Regions from separate parts of the Mus musculus genome. Here region 1 is linked to region 2. A link is a contact called in public HiChIP or PLAC-seq data. All regions are on one chromosome and are shown on one strand. The core of a region is the stretch at or near the end of the contact, and the rest is flanking DNA. Distances in the headings are between cores, read along the strand shown. Region 1 has its middle 13 kb from the start of Gm31718. Region 2 overlaps Gm46072 (a long non-coding RNA gene).

Region 1 (6,637 bases), core at 106-2,605, 830 kb after region 2:
GACTATGGCCATCTACAGACAGAGCAAGTTCAAAGTCAGCCTAGGATATGTGAAATACTCTCTCAAAGGTTCAAAAGTTTCTCCCTGCACCAAAAGAATCTCTCTCTCTCCCTCTCTCCCCCTCCCCTCCCCCCCCCTCTCAGACACACACACACACACACACACACACACACACACACACACACACCAAAAACTGTTCCAAGATTCCTGCTACAGTTGCCAGGAAGGCTCAGAAGGGCAGGATAAGTTTGGGCTGCAATGGTGAGAACACATGGTGGCCCTCATGGGCCAGTTCCCCTACCAACACCCCCTCTTCCTCCCTCCTCTGCATGTGAGTGTGTGTGGAAGTGAGTTCATCTGTGTGTGCACATGTGTGTGCATGCATGCATGTGTGTCCGGGCATGCATGTCTGTGTGCATGTGTGTGTGTGTGCATGTGTGAGTACCTGTGTGTGTATGCTTGTATGTGTGTGTGTGCATGTGTGTAGGTGTGTATATGTGTAAGTTCATCTGTGTGTATGTGTGTGTGAGAGTGCATGCATGTGTGTGTGAGTTCATCTGTGTCAGTGTATGCTTATGGGTATAACTTAACTGTGCATGTGTAAGTGTGTTCATCTGTGTATGTGTGTGTGTGTGAGTTAGTTCATCTGTGTGTGAGAGTGTGTGAGCTCATCTGTGTGTGAGTTCATCTGTATGAGTGTGTGTATGTGTGTGTACAAATGAGTTCATCTGTGCATGTGTGTGTGTTTAAGTGTGTTCATCTGTGTGCGTGTGTGGATGGAAGCCAGACACTGACTTTAGAGCCTTTCTCTACTGTGCAACACTTTCTCACTGAACCTAGACATCACTGCTTTGGCTAAACTAGCTGGGCAGAGAGCTCTAAAGCTCTTCTTGTCTTCCATGTCTCAGCCCCAGCTCTGGGGTCACAGGCATGTGACCCAACAAGCCCAGCTTTTTATATGGGTGTGGAAGATCTGTAATCTGTGGAAGATCTGAACTCAGGTCCTTAAGCTAACATAGCAAACACTTTACCTGCTGAGCCATCTCCCCAGTCCCAAGAAGGATGTTCCTTGCATGGAACCATGACTCTCCAGAACCCCCACTCCCCGACCCGGAGACTTCCCCCAGGTCTCTCACTCTCATTCAGTGATCAGCTCCAACTCCATCTTGCCTCATCCTGTCCCTCCCACGCTGTGGGACACCCTACACCTCATTGCTGCTGCTGCTCTGCAGTGAGATCCTACTCCCTCCCTCCCTCAGTTCCAGCCTAGTGAAGACAACAGTAACCCGCACTGTGGCTCTCCTGGGTGACTAATTGGTTAATCCTGGGAAGGCCTTTGAAGCTGAAACACCAGTGTGTTACTCACAGGCTGGAGGCATGAACTTGCCCTAGGCCAGGTCTGAGTCAGCAGAGAGTGGCCTCCCACCTCCATACAGGCTGAGCCAGCCAGCCTAGGTCCTGCTCAAGGTCAAGGCTGTCCTACAGGAGAGCATGGCAATGTAAACCAAGGGAGATAGTGAGGTCTTAGTGGCCTGTGTGGGGTGGCTGTTCTGAGCCTGAGAACTGGGCCCTGTTGAAGATCACATAGCACTCAGTCCTCAGCTCATGCTTCCAAGATAGCACATGCAGCAACCTTGGTCAGGACAATATTTCCTGGTCATCGTTTGGAGAAATATTTTTTCCCACAGCAAATTCCTTAGGAGCCACAGCCTATCTCCTTGCGATCTCCTTAGGTGGGAGGGCAGTGCTGTCAGCCTAAGTCTTGGGAGAAAGATGTGGGCAACTTGTGGATTCCCTCGGCCTTCTCACACGCATCTCTCTTGTGAGGGTGGAGGTGATGGCTGAGACCGGGCCTCACTCTTAAAACCAGGCTGGCCCTTGAACTCACTGTGTAGCCTAAGCTAACCCTTTACAATTCATTTGCCTCAGCCTCCTAGCATGCCTGGCCATCCCATCTGCCTATGGGAGGAAGAAACTAGTCAAGTGTGATGGTAGGTACCTATCATCCCTGCATTCAGAAGGTGGAAGAAGAGAGATCAGGAGTTTAGTGATAGCCTGGGCTACATGAAACCAACCCTGTCTCAGAAAAGAAACAAAAGGCAGGCAAGCAGGCAGGTAGGAAGGGAAGGAGGGAAGGAGGGAGGGAGGGAGGGAGGGAGGGAGGGAGGGAGGGAGGGAGGGAGGGAGGGAGGGAGGGAGGGAGGGAGGGAGGGAGGGAGGCTGGTAGGCCAGTTTACAAACCAGAGGCCAGCCCTTGTGCTGATGCCCTTAACCCTTCCAGCAGGGTTTTGTCACCAGAGCTGGGAGGCAAGAACTGACAGCCTTTAAGATGCAACCCAGTGTCAGATTCCCCAACAATGGAGCAGCAGGTCCCCACACCCTGCCCCCCCACCCTCCTGTAGTGACCCCCATATGATCTGGCCCCCCAACCTCTGCCTTTCCTCTGCCCTCTCTGCCATTTCCTTCTTCCAGAAAACAACCTCCCTGGCCAGAAGGATTTCAGGCACTTCTGCTTTTGTTCTAAAGCCACCAGCTCTTATAATATTTTCTGCTCCTCTTCCCAGGGACTCTGAAACACACAGATGACAACACTTTAAAAACAAAGAGCCGAAGGCGGTGGCACATGTGTATCGCCCCAGCACTTGGGCGGCAGAGACAGGCGGATCTCTGCGAGTTCAAAGTCAGCCTGGTCTACAGAGTTAGATCGGGTCTCAAAAAAAAAAAAAAATTACATTAAAATTAAAACACAAAAATCTGAAGTAAAACCAGGAGGGACTGCTGTCAGCTTGGGGCAGGAAAGGGGAGAGCGGAGAGCTTGTGAGTGGAGGCCTGGATCTGGCCAAGGGGCAGGGCACAGCGGTAGACTGAGCAGAGAGCTTTCTGTTTGGCTTGGGTGGCTGCAGAGGTAGAAGTGGCCACTGGGAGAGAGCTGCTAAGATTTGCAAGACAAGAGCCTCTTTTCTCAATTCTCACACTGCCATCAAGTGGCCCAGTGAGCCAGTGCAGGATGTCTGTGCCAGCCTGAGCTACCTGGAGAGAAAAAAGGGTTGGGACTTTACCTAGGGACTCAGAAGCACCCCCAGCCTAGAGCTCTGAACTGTTCGGTAAATGCCAATCCCTGGCAATATAATCAGAGATGTATACATCCGGGCATGTGCACAGTGTCTAATCAATTCCATGCATTCAGGCAAGCAAACTCACAAGTGCTTGCTGGGAACATCAGCACACAAGGAGACATCTCTGTAAGAATCAGTACAAAAGCCACCGTCTCAGCTGGGCATGAGACAACACACCTATGATCCGAGTACAAAGAGGAATCTCTTCCTTTACTTTTATGTCATGGGTATTTTTTGAGTATGTATATCTGTGCACCATGACCGTGTACTCCTACTGCTCATGATGATAGGGAGAAGGCATCAGATCCCCTGAAACTGGAGTAACAGACAAGTGTGAGCTGTTGTATAGGTGCTGGAAATGGTTTCAGGTCCTCTGGAAAGGCAGCCAGCCCTTTCAAGTGCTGAGCCATCTCTCTGGTCCCATAGGTAGGAAGATGTTGGTCACAAGTTCAAGGCCAGCCTGAACCAGGTAACTCTGTCTCAAACTGAAAGGAATGGGATGAGATGATATCTCAGTGGGTGAATTCCTTGCTGCGCAAGCACGAGTTCAGGTCCCCAGAACCCATTTTGAGAAAGTGGGGGTGGGAGAGCATGGCATGGTGTTATGTGAACATCCTGGTGCTAAGGAGGCAGAGGACAAGAGGGGCTCCTGGGATGCCAGTGTAGCTGAACAGTGAGCTCCAGGCTTGGTGATATTCTAGAAAAATAAGGTGAAGAGGAACAGAAGACACTCAACATGGATCTCTGGCCTTCATATATACAAGGACACACATGCATGTACACAAGCACACCTGCACACAATACACACACACCACAGAAGACTTAGAACTCAGCAGTCCTATGTTTAGGTAACTGAGAGAGGAATGAGGAGGGAGGGGATGCCTAACGGTTCAAGTCCTGACGCTCTTGTATCTCTGAGGAGGTGGCCTCGCCTGAGGAAACAGGAAGCAGGGCAAGATCCAGGAGATCCAAAGTCAGCTCTGAGGCCTAAATATGCGACCCGGTAGGGCAGGACTTCAAGCCTCATTCCCTATGGTGGCCAGCTTTGATTGTCAACTTGGAACAACCTAGAATCATCTGGAAGGAGTCTCAGTGGGGGACTGTGTGCGTCGGGTTGTCCTGTTTGTGGGACATTGTCTTAATCTATGCAGGAAGACCCAGCCCACTGTGGGCGACACCATTCCTAGGCAGAGGTTCCTAAACTGTATACTAATAGAGAAACCTAGCAGGAACAAACAAGAAAGCAAGAATATATACATTTATTTCTCTCCATTCTTGACTGTGGGTGATATATGACTGGCTGTGTGAAGTTCTGGCGTTGATTTCTTACCAATGATGGGCTGTTACTTGGGGTCTGAAAACTAAATAAACCCTTTCTCCTCACTGCAACAGAAATGGCACCAGGATACTTCCTTTCCCACACACCTCTGTTCACCTCACATTTGCCTTTTTTGAACATTGGGTAGCATAACCACGTTTGGAGTGGGTTCCTACGGTCCCATGCTTTAGACACACTCCTGCCAGGCCTGCAGAGTCACTGTCATCAAGTCATGTAACTCAAGACCTGGGTCACTGTTGGCTGGACAGAAAGTGGATGAATGTCCTATAGAAAGAAGGCCATTCAAATCTCCCTCCTACAAAACAGAACTGTGTCAAATTTGGAGACAGTCAGTCTCTGCTAGGGTCTAAAGCTGTACATGTTAGCCAAGGACTGAGGAAGCAGAGAGGCAGCCAGCTGCTGCTGTTCACACCCATTCAGTCTCCCAGCACTCACCCCTGGCACCTCTTCCCTGTGACTTGTTCACAAGAGCCTCTTCTCTTGTTATAGTTTGATTTTTTTTTTCACAGTGGAGATCAGTCAGGGTCTTGTGCATGTTTAGCAAGTGCTCTACTACTGAGTTACATCTCTAGCACGAACTTGCGAGTGTGTGTGTGCGTGTGCATGTGCATGCACGTGTGCTGTGTGTGTCTGTGGTGTGCATGTGTGTGTGGTATGCATTGGCGTGTGTATGTGGTGTGCATGTGTGTATGTCGTGCTTATGTGTGTGTTGTGCATGTATGTTGTACATGTGTGTTTGTATGTGCATTCATGTGCACAGGTGTATATGTGTGTTTGTGTGCTTGCATGTGCAGGCCGGTAGACCACCTCAGTTTGTCCTGCAAACACTTTGTTCATTTGACAAAGTCTCCCGCTGCCCTGGAGCTACAGGGTACTACATAGTGTGGCCGGCCAGCCTCTGAGACTTTACCTTTCCAGCTTTGGGGAGGGTGAAGGGTTGAACTCAGGTCCTCATGCTTGAAAGACAAACATTTTAGCAACTGAGCTATCTCCACAGCCAGTCTCAGCCCTTGAGATGAGGCCTCACCAGGTTTCCCAGGTTGGTCTTTGAACTTGCGAATCCTTCTGCCTCGGCCTCTGAAGCAGCTGAGATACTGGCCTGAACCACCACACCCAGCTTCCAAGAATGAGTACCTCTGTTAAAAACTTCAAAACACTAGGCAAGCCAGGTGTAGTGGTATGTATGTATGCCTTTAATCTAAGCTTGACAGGGAGAGGCTGACAGATCTCCCTGTGTTCAAGGTCAGCCTGGTCTACACAGTGAGTTCCAGACCAGTCAGAGAGATACAAAATGGGACCTTGTCTCAAACTAACAAACAATACATTGGATAGATTGCCCTAAAGATTTTCCCAGTTCTAAGGCATAACATCTATCTGGCCCAGTGCAGCACACCTCATTTCCTGAGGCCACAGCCTATTTCCAAAAACATAGGGTACTTTCTAAAAAGACTGCAAGCTTATGAATTACAATGCTCAACATACAGCAGCATGAAAAGACTCAGCAAATATTGACACTGTTAGCTCTACCTTTTCAAACATTCTTTACAAACCATTCATTGTTCTCTGGGATGTCAGATTTAATCTGAAAAGCATTTTATAGTTTGTTTCTACCCGTACTACCCCTGCTGACTACAGCAATGGTTTTCATTGAATTCATTTGTTTGCACAAGGTGAACGAGGCTGGACAAAACCCTATCACAGAAGTGGGGATTCTAGGATGCTAACAGTTGCCGGGGTGGTGCTATAGCCACTAGTGAGGTTTTCACACTCCTGTAAATTGCCCCCTGATGACATACTGGGACACACAGAGACCATGGTAGTAGAAGGGGCTAGCTGAGGAGAGGGATGGGGCCAGGAGTCATAGGGGGACAAGACAGGGTGATGGGGCATGAATTTGATGTACTATGTATGTGTAGTAAAACGTCATAATATAACCTGCCATTATGAACAATTAATATATGCTAATAAAACATTAAACACGTGTCTGTCCTAAACTTTCCACCCAGGGACTTAGAGGTCTGTAAATGAGGGGCCGTGAGATGGCTCAGTGAGTGGGTAAAGGCAGCGGCTGCTAAAACTGATGGCCTAAGTTTTATGTCCGGAACCCAGAGTAGGAGAGAACTGACTCCAGAAAGCTGCCCTTTGACCTCCACACTTGTGCTATGGCATTTGCCCCTCCCCA
Region 2 (6,747 bases), core at 2,760-5,259:
TCCCAGACTGCTTCCCTGTCTTAAGGAAAGCTAGGAAGATTCTGAGTGCAAAATATTTAGGACAATAGGTCTGGGGTTCTTTGAATGTCAGGATTCATGATTTTGACAAATTTAGACTGATCTGTAGTCCTGGAGCTAATAAGAAGTTATCAGAGAAGGGGATAAACACAAGAATTCAAAGTAAAACGCCACTGGGGCCTTGCTGAGTCCCACTGTTCCTGATAACTCTGGTCTCTTTGTCTCCCAGAGATGAGGTCCCACATATAACACCATCTTTAACACCTCCATCAGCTGTGCCCAAAGCTAAGTCAATTCTTGGGCTCCACCTTCCAAACCAGTCACCACGTGCCCAAAGTCAGGTCCCATCTTCGTTTTATCACATAGGGAGTTTCTCCTCCTAATATATTCTCCCCTGCACCTTTCCTCATTCCTGAGGCTCTATACCCAGCCAAAGGTTACACTTGGCTTTGCTGGTGTGCTGCTTCACTGGGGTAACTGTTATCATTCTGTCTAAACTCCACCCCACAGTTACCTGGCAATAGCCAGGTAGACCTGACCCACTATAAAAGGGGCTGCTCAACCCCTCCTCTCTCTCTTGCTCTCTTGTTCTCTTGCTCTCTTGGGCTTTTCCCTTCTTGGTCCCTGTCCCCTCCCCCTCCCTTCCCCATTCCTTCCCCATCTCTCTACTCGCTCATGACTGGCCTCAACTCTTCTCTTCTCTTCTCTTCTCTTCTCTTCTCTTCTCTTCTCTTCTCTTCTCTTCTCTTCTCTTCTCTTCTCTTCTCGCCTCCCCTCCCCTCCCCTCCCCTCCCCTCCCCTCCCCTCCCCTTCTCTCTCTCTCTCCCTCTACTACCCTCTTAAATCACTTCCCTATACCCTGAATAAACTCTATTCTATACTATACTGTCATGTGGCTGGTTCCTTAGGGGGAAGGGTTACCTTGGCATGGGCTCACTGAGACATCCCCTTCCCTCATACCTGACCACACCCCCATAGAACATATTCTTTCTCTTTTTATAAACACATCAGTAGCTCCTTAACTTCAAAGGTTAAAGGACAGGTTTGTCCAGTGATAGCCTTAACGACCTGTGGAGGTGCTGATAACTACAGAATTCAGAAGGATAGTGTGGGTAAAGAATCCATTCCAGATTGTTCCTTGTAAGCTTCCTCATAGTGTCTGGACACCTCAGAGCTGTGATGTTTGGCACCAAGCCTACCCAGTATTTTTGGTATTCAGCTGTAAGCATAACATCCATTGACTTAAACCAACGCATTGGCTAGAGGTGTAGCTCAGCTCACTTGTATAGCACATGTGGTTCGTTTTGTAAGCTCCTTTCAGGTGGATGTGGTAGGAGCCTCCCCAAGAATGTCAGTGAAAGGAGAGCAGACACTTGATCCTCCTGGATCCAAAGTAACCTTGCTTCCTGTCACTTACAGCCACAACAGATCAAAGGGCAAGCCTCTATCTAGTACTGTGTTGAAACTCTCCCAATTCATGGCTTCTGCCTGTCCCTATGGTGTAAACACTCCCACCTCAGCCTGTGCTTTAGTTGCTCTAGCTTATTGTTGTGATAAAAACAATGCAGTACTACTCAGCTATTAAAAACAATGAATTTATGAAATTCTTGGGCAAATGGATGTATCTGGAGGATATTATCCTTAGTAAGGTAACCCAGTCACAAAAGAAGTCATTAGATATGCACTCACTGATAAGTGGATATTATCCCAGAAACTTAGAATACCCAAGATACAATTTGCAAAATACAAGAAAATCAAGAAGAGGGAAGACCAACGTGTGAATACTTCATTCCTCCTTAGAATAGGGAACAAAATACCCATGAAAGGAGTTACAGAGACCAAGTTTGGAGCAAAGACAAAAGGATGGACTATCCAGAGACTACCCCACCTGGGGATCCATCCCATAATCAGCCACCAAACCCAGACACTATTGCATATGCCAGCAAGATTTTGCTGAAGGGACCCTGGTATAGCTGTCTTGTATGAGGCTATGCCAGTGCCTGGCAAATACAGAAGTGGATGCTCACAGTCATCTATAAGATGGAACACAGGGCCCCCAATGGAGAAGCTAGCGAAAGCACCCAAGGAGCTGAAGGGGTCTGGAACCCTATAGGTGGAACAACAATATGAACTAACCAGTACTCCCAAAGCTCGTGTCTCTAGCTGCATATGTAGCAGAAGATGGCCTAGTTGGACATCATTGGGAAGAGAGGCCCCTTGTTATTGCAAACTTTATATGTCCCAGTACAGGGGAATGCCAGGGCCAAGAAGTGGGAGTGGGTGTGTAGGGGAGCAGGGTGGGGGAGGGTATAGGGAACTTTCGGGGTAGCATCTGAAATGTAAATAAAGAAAATATCTAATAAAAAAAATACTTGACCAAACCCTTAAGGTCATCATTTACCTCATGATTTGAGAGGGTGCAGTCCATTGTGGCAGAGGTGTAGAGGTGGGAGTGTGGGAAGGTTTGTTCACATCTGGGAGGGGCAAGATGCAGAAGGAGATAACTGCTGGCATTCATCTGACTTTCTCCTTTCCCTCCTTTCATTCAGACGAGGCTCTGGCACTGAGGATTCAGCTGCTGTGATAAATGGACTGTCAGTCTTAAAACCTTACTGATTCTATGTCCATAGATATTGTCACATGTCCTTGAAGGAGCAGTTGACTGGACAGCTTATTCCAATCCATTCAGGGTTCAGACACTTGCCCTTCCAGGTGCTTTCACTATTTTAAAATATTCCTAGAGTGGGCAGGGCTGTGGTTCACTTGGTATAGGTCTTGCCTAGCATGTATAAAGCCCTGGGTTTCATTGGGTAAATGGGCATTGAATAAAACAGGGCACAGTGACACATGCCTCCCAGCACTTGGAAGGCAGAGGCAAGAGGCTCTTAAATTCAAGGTAATTCTCAAATCCTGAAGGCTCTACTGTTTGCAGATTGAGGACTCCCTCACATAAGACTTCCTTCTGATATTAGCCCAGGTTACAGGAGACTCTATCTACCTATCTACCTATCTACCTATCTATCTATCTATCTATCTATCTATCTATCTATCTATCTATCTATCTATCTGCCTATCTATCTATCTATCTATCTACCTACCTACCCACATATCTATCATCTATCAATCAATCAATCATCTCATCTATCTATCCACCTATATAACACACACACACACCATGCATACATGCACAAAGACTTCTAACCATTTTTCTAAATTACCTCTGGCAGAATTCCTTAGACTCCCTATTCTTTGTCTGACACATGTCCTGTGGGAGTTCATGCTTAAACAGTATTTCTAATCTCCTACTGGAGAATATTCTTCTTACAAAGCCCCTGAGATGTCTGATTTCTAATTTAAGTAGGAAATCTGGGCCACCGTGTCACGGTTGGTAATGAGATGTGTGGCTCTGTCTGATAGTCTGCCCTTGTGCTAACACCTGCACAAACTCAGAGTATGAGTGAGAGCTCCCTCACACAAGACAGCCTTCAGTGGGTAAATGGGCAGACCATCTAGACAGCCACAGGAATATGTTTAGTGTCCAAGAAGAATGTAACTGTGACAGCAAATGACAGAAGCCAATCTGAGAAGGCTGCACAGTGCACTAGTACTGAGAAGCAGGGACAGAACAGAAGGATCAGTTGTCCCAGCTGCACATGGAGGCATACCTGTGTGACCTCAGCTACTTAGGAGGCTGAGGCGGGAGGGTTGTAAACTAGAGGCCAGCTAGGGTTGCATGGTAAAGTTTATTTCTCTCTCCTACTTCTATACTTACACTGTAGATGTATAATAATGCCTTAAGGGCATCCATGGGGAGTAGCCTGAGTCTCTGAACACCTTTCCCTCAGGCTACCTGCTGATATCCTTACAAGTGAGGGGTAACTGGGAAATAGCCGCTCAGGGATGAAACACTGGCCACCATTCAAGAGCCTGAGGCCTTGAGGGTTCTGAGGCCACCACAGCAGGCACGCACAGGAACAAGGTCCTACCACACCCATTGACTCCTAGAGAGAGAGCTGCAAGGAAGGATCGCCCTCCACTCTCCACAAATCTCCGCCTTTGTCCTGGCTTCATCCTGCACCAGAGGCTTCTGCATCTTGTATACCTCCTCCCTTGTGCAGTTCTTGAGAGAGCTTATGGAGCCGGGCAGGCAAAACAGGAGAGATTCAGGGTCCTCTCTAGGCTTCACCTCTGAAAAGGAGCCCCCATCACACCCCTCTTGATAAAACCTTTGTAATCGAATTTCTCAGAAAAAAAATGCCACACCTGTGTTGAAGGTTCTAGAAGGCAGGTTGATTTCCCAAGGGGTTATTTCTGCCCCCCCCCCCCCCATGCTAAACCTTGTACCAGGCTGGTTGAATGATTAGAAATTCCTTAATGCAGAGAGCTGGAATATTGCAGCTCAAGATCAAAAATTATCTTGGGCTCTTTAAAGGCCCCTTTATACATATGTAGTATTCACTTCTATGTCTAATGGCTTTCGTGGGACCCTTGGGATGTATGAGAAGGCCCCTAGTTTCCACTAACCTGAAGTGAAGTATGTGATCAGATAATGACTAGGACTTGTGAAGGAGATTCCTGACTGTCTGACAAGTTTCTCTGAGAAGCTGCAAGGAGCATGAACAAGCCCTAAGTCCAACTAGGGCTGGCGAGGTGACTCAGTGTGCAAAGGTGCTTAAGGCCTCAAGCTATTGATCTGTTTGATTCTGTGACTCACATGATGGAAAGAGGGAACTGAATCATCTAAGTTGTTCTCTGACCCTGTGACCCTCCCATACACAGACTGTGCACACACACACACACACACACACACACACACACACACACACACACACACTGTGTATGCACTAAATGTCTGTTTTTAAAAGGTTCTCAATCAACAACAGGGGACGGTAGTTAATGCCTGGACTCACAAACTCTTCACAGGCAATCTTTCAAGTTTCTCCTGAAACTCCCAGAACAAGAAAGCAGGAAAGAGAGTCACTAACTCAGTACACTCCTCCTCCTCCTCCTCCTCCTCCTCCTCCTCCTCCTCCTCCTCCTCTCCCTCTCCCCTCCTCCTCTCCCCTCCTCCTCCTCCCCCCTCCTCCTCTTCCCTCCTCCTCCTCCCCCTCCTCCTCTTCCCTCCTCCTCCTCTTCCTCTTCTTCCTCTTCCTCTTCTTCTTCCTCCTCCTCACAGGGTATGCTCTGAATTCACTGCTGAATGACAAGGCTGTAGGCAGAACAATGGGAGGAAGCCCTTTCTTCCTGCTCAGGAATGGGACCAAAATGACTATGGTAACAGACAGAGTGGGCCACCTCAGTGGGGCAGACATTATGTTAGCAGAGACAGTGGGCCAGTGGGAGGCCTGCAATGAGGGATCTTTTTGATAGTGCCCATGGGCAATCCTGATTTGGCAGGATAATGTGGTGTCCACTGCTACCTGGAGCTTGCTGCTTGGCCATGTGGTTGTGTTGACCTGATGAAATGAGGTGCCCATGATGCCAGGATCACTGAAGGCTGGTATAGACAGAATGGTGAACAGGTTGGATGCTCCTCCCTCACCCTGAGATGTCAGAGCAGTAGACCTCCCATGGAAAAGAAACTTGTGTCAAGGAGAAGGCCACACAGTGAGGGGAGCCAGATGGACCTGGCTGTTCCTGCCCTGAAAGAATGCTGAGGATCTGAGTTCATTACAGACACAAAAGCGACCCTTCATAGTCTTAACTGGGAGTGAAGCCTTGTCTGGTACCCTCTCCCCAGGGATGTTTAGGGTCACCTGAAAGCTCTTATAACACACTTAGTTGGATCCCCTGCTCCACTAAGTGGGGACACCAACTCGCTGTCTCACTGTGGGACCCCAAGGATGGCTTCTGAGACATGGTGGCTCCCCTCCAAACACTTGCTGAAGGAATGAAGATGGGAAATAAATGGATGCCTTTTTCAGTTGAGGCAAAAAATAAATAAATAAATTATTCAATAGGTAACGCTTCAGGAATTGTGTGCCAGAAGAGCAGAGAACATGAATTGTTGTTTTTAATGTGCATATGTAAATGTGTAGTGCATGTTGTTCATGTTTAAGAATGTACATGCATGGGAGCATGTGTACACATGTGGAAGTGCACATATATGCATACACATGTGAAAACAAGAGGACAGCCTTGGTACCATCCTCAGAAATCTCTCTTATTCTCTTGGCTTGAGAAGTGTTAGCAGAAACTCAGGATAAAGAACAAATATCTATTTCTTTTTAGCCCATTGGGTATTTGCTGAAATGCAAAGTTAGGTGACAAAGTCAGTGCTGGTATTTTATTACTGATTTATTTTATTTTATTTTTTTATTTTATTTTATTTTATTTTATTTTATTTTATTTTATTTTATTTTATTTTATTTTATTTTATTTTGATGCAGGGTTTATCTGTGTAGCCCTGGCTATCCTGGGACTTTATAGACCAGGCTGGCACCAAAATCAGAGAGGGAGGAGGGCGGGGGCAGCACTTGTCTAATGTGTGAGCTCCCAGGACGACCCCCATCCCTGTAGACTATAAACATACACAGAGCTATGACACCACCCGAAGCCCTCCTCTGTAGTGAGCCCACCAGTCTCTTGACAGGAGCTTATCACTCTTCAGCACCATCCTAGAAGGCACGGCTGATGCAAGGTCTGGGATGAAGTGGCTGCGCATCCTGATGGCCTAGAGGGAAGCTTGAGGTTGTGTTGTGCCTCAGGGGGACAGCAAGCTTTGTACAG

Evidence for each region. HiChIP or PLAC-seq counts read pairs in DNA pulled down with a chosen protein or histone mark.
Region 1: a FOXA1 HiChIP or PLAC-seq map of pancreatic cancer cells shows a contact between it and region 2. The contact joins two enhancer-like sites. A contact is called at or near these places in 1 of 484 Hi-C or Micro-C datasets (cerebellum) and 1 of 115 datasets of contacts at active chromatin or transcription factors (pancreatic cancer cells).

Annotation. Positions count from the first base shown.
Region 1 is chr8:126,918,101-126,924,737 of GRCm38.p6, forward strand. No RefSeq gene overlaps it. Among named protein-coding and RNA genes, the nearest start is that of Gm31718, 13 kb to the left of the region's middle. Within about 2 kb of position 1,356, at least 161 of the 459 cell types and tissues checked have an H3K27ac peak or open chromatin away from gene starts, as enhancers often do. A contact at or near this core is called in pancreatic cancer cells, where this site is marked.
Region 2 is chr8:126,089,497-126,096,243 of GRCm38.p6, forward strand. The region is part of intron 1 of Gm46072 (a long non-coding RNA gene); the gene reads left to right. Among named protein-coding and RNA genes, the nearest start is that of Gm46072, 20 kb to the left of the region's middle. Within about 2 kb of position 4,010, at least 14 of the 459 cell types and tissues checked have an H3K27ac peak or open chromatin away from gene starts, as enhancers often do. A contact at or near this core is called in pancreatic cancer cells, where this site is marked.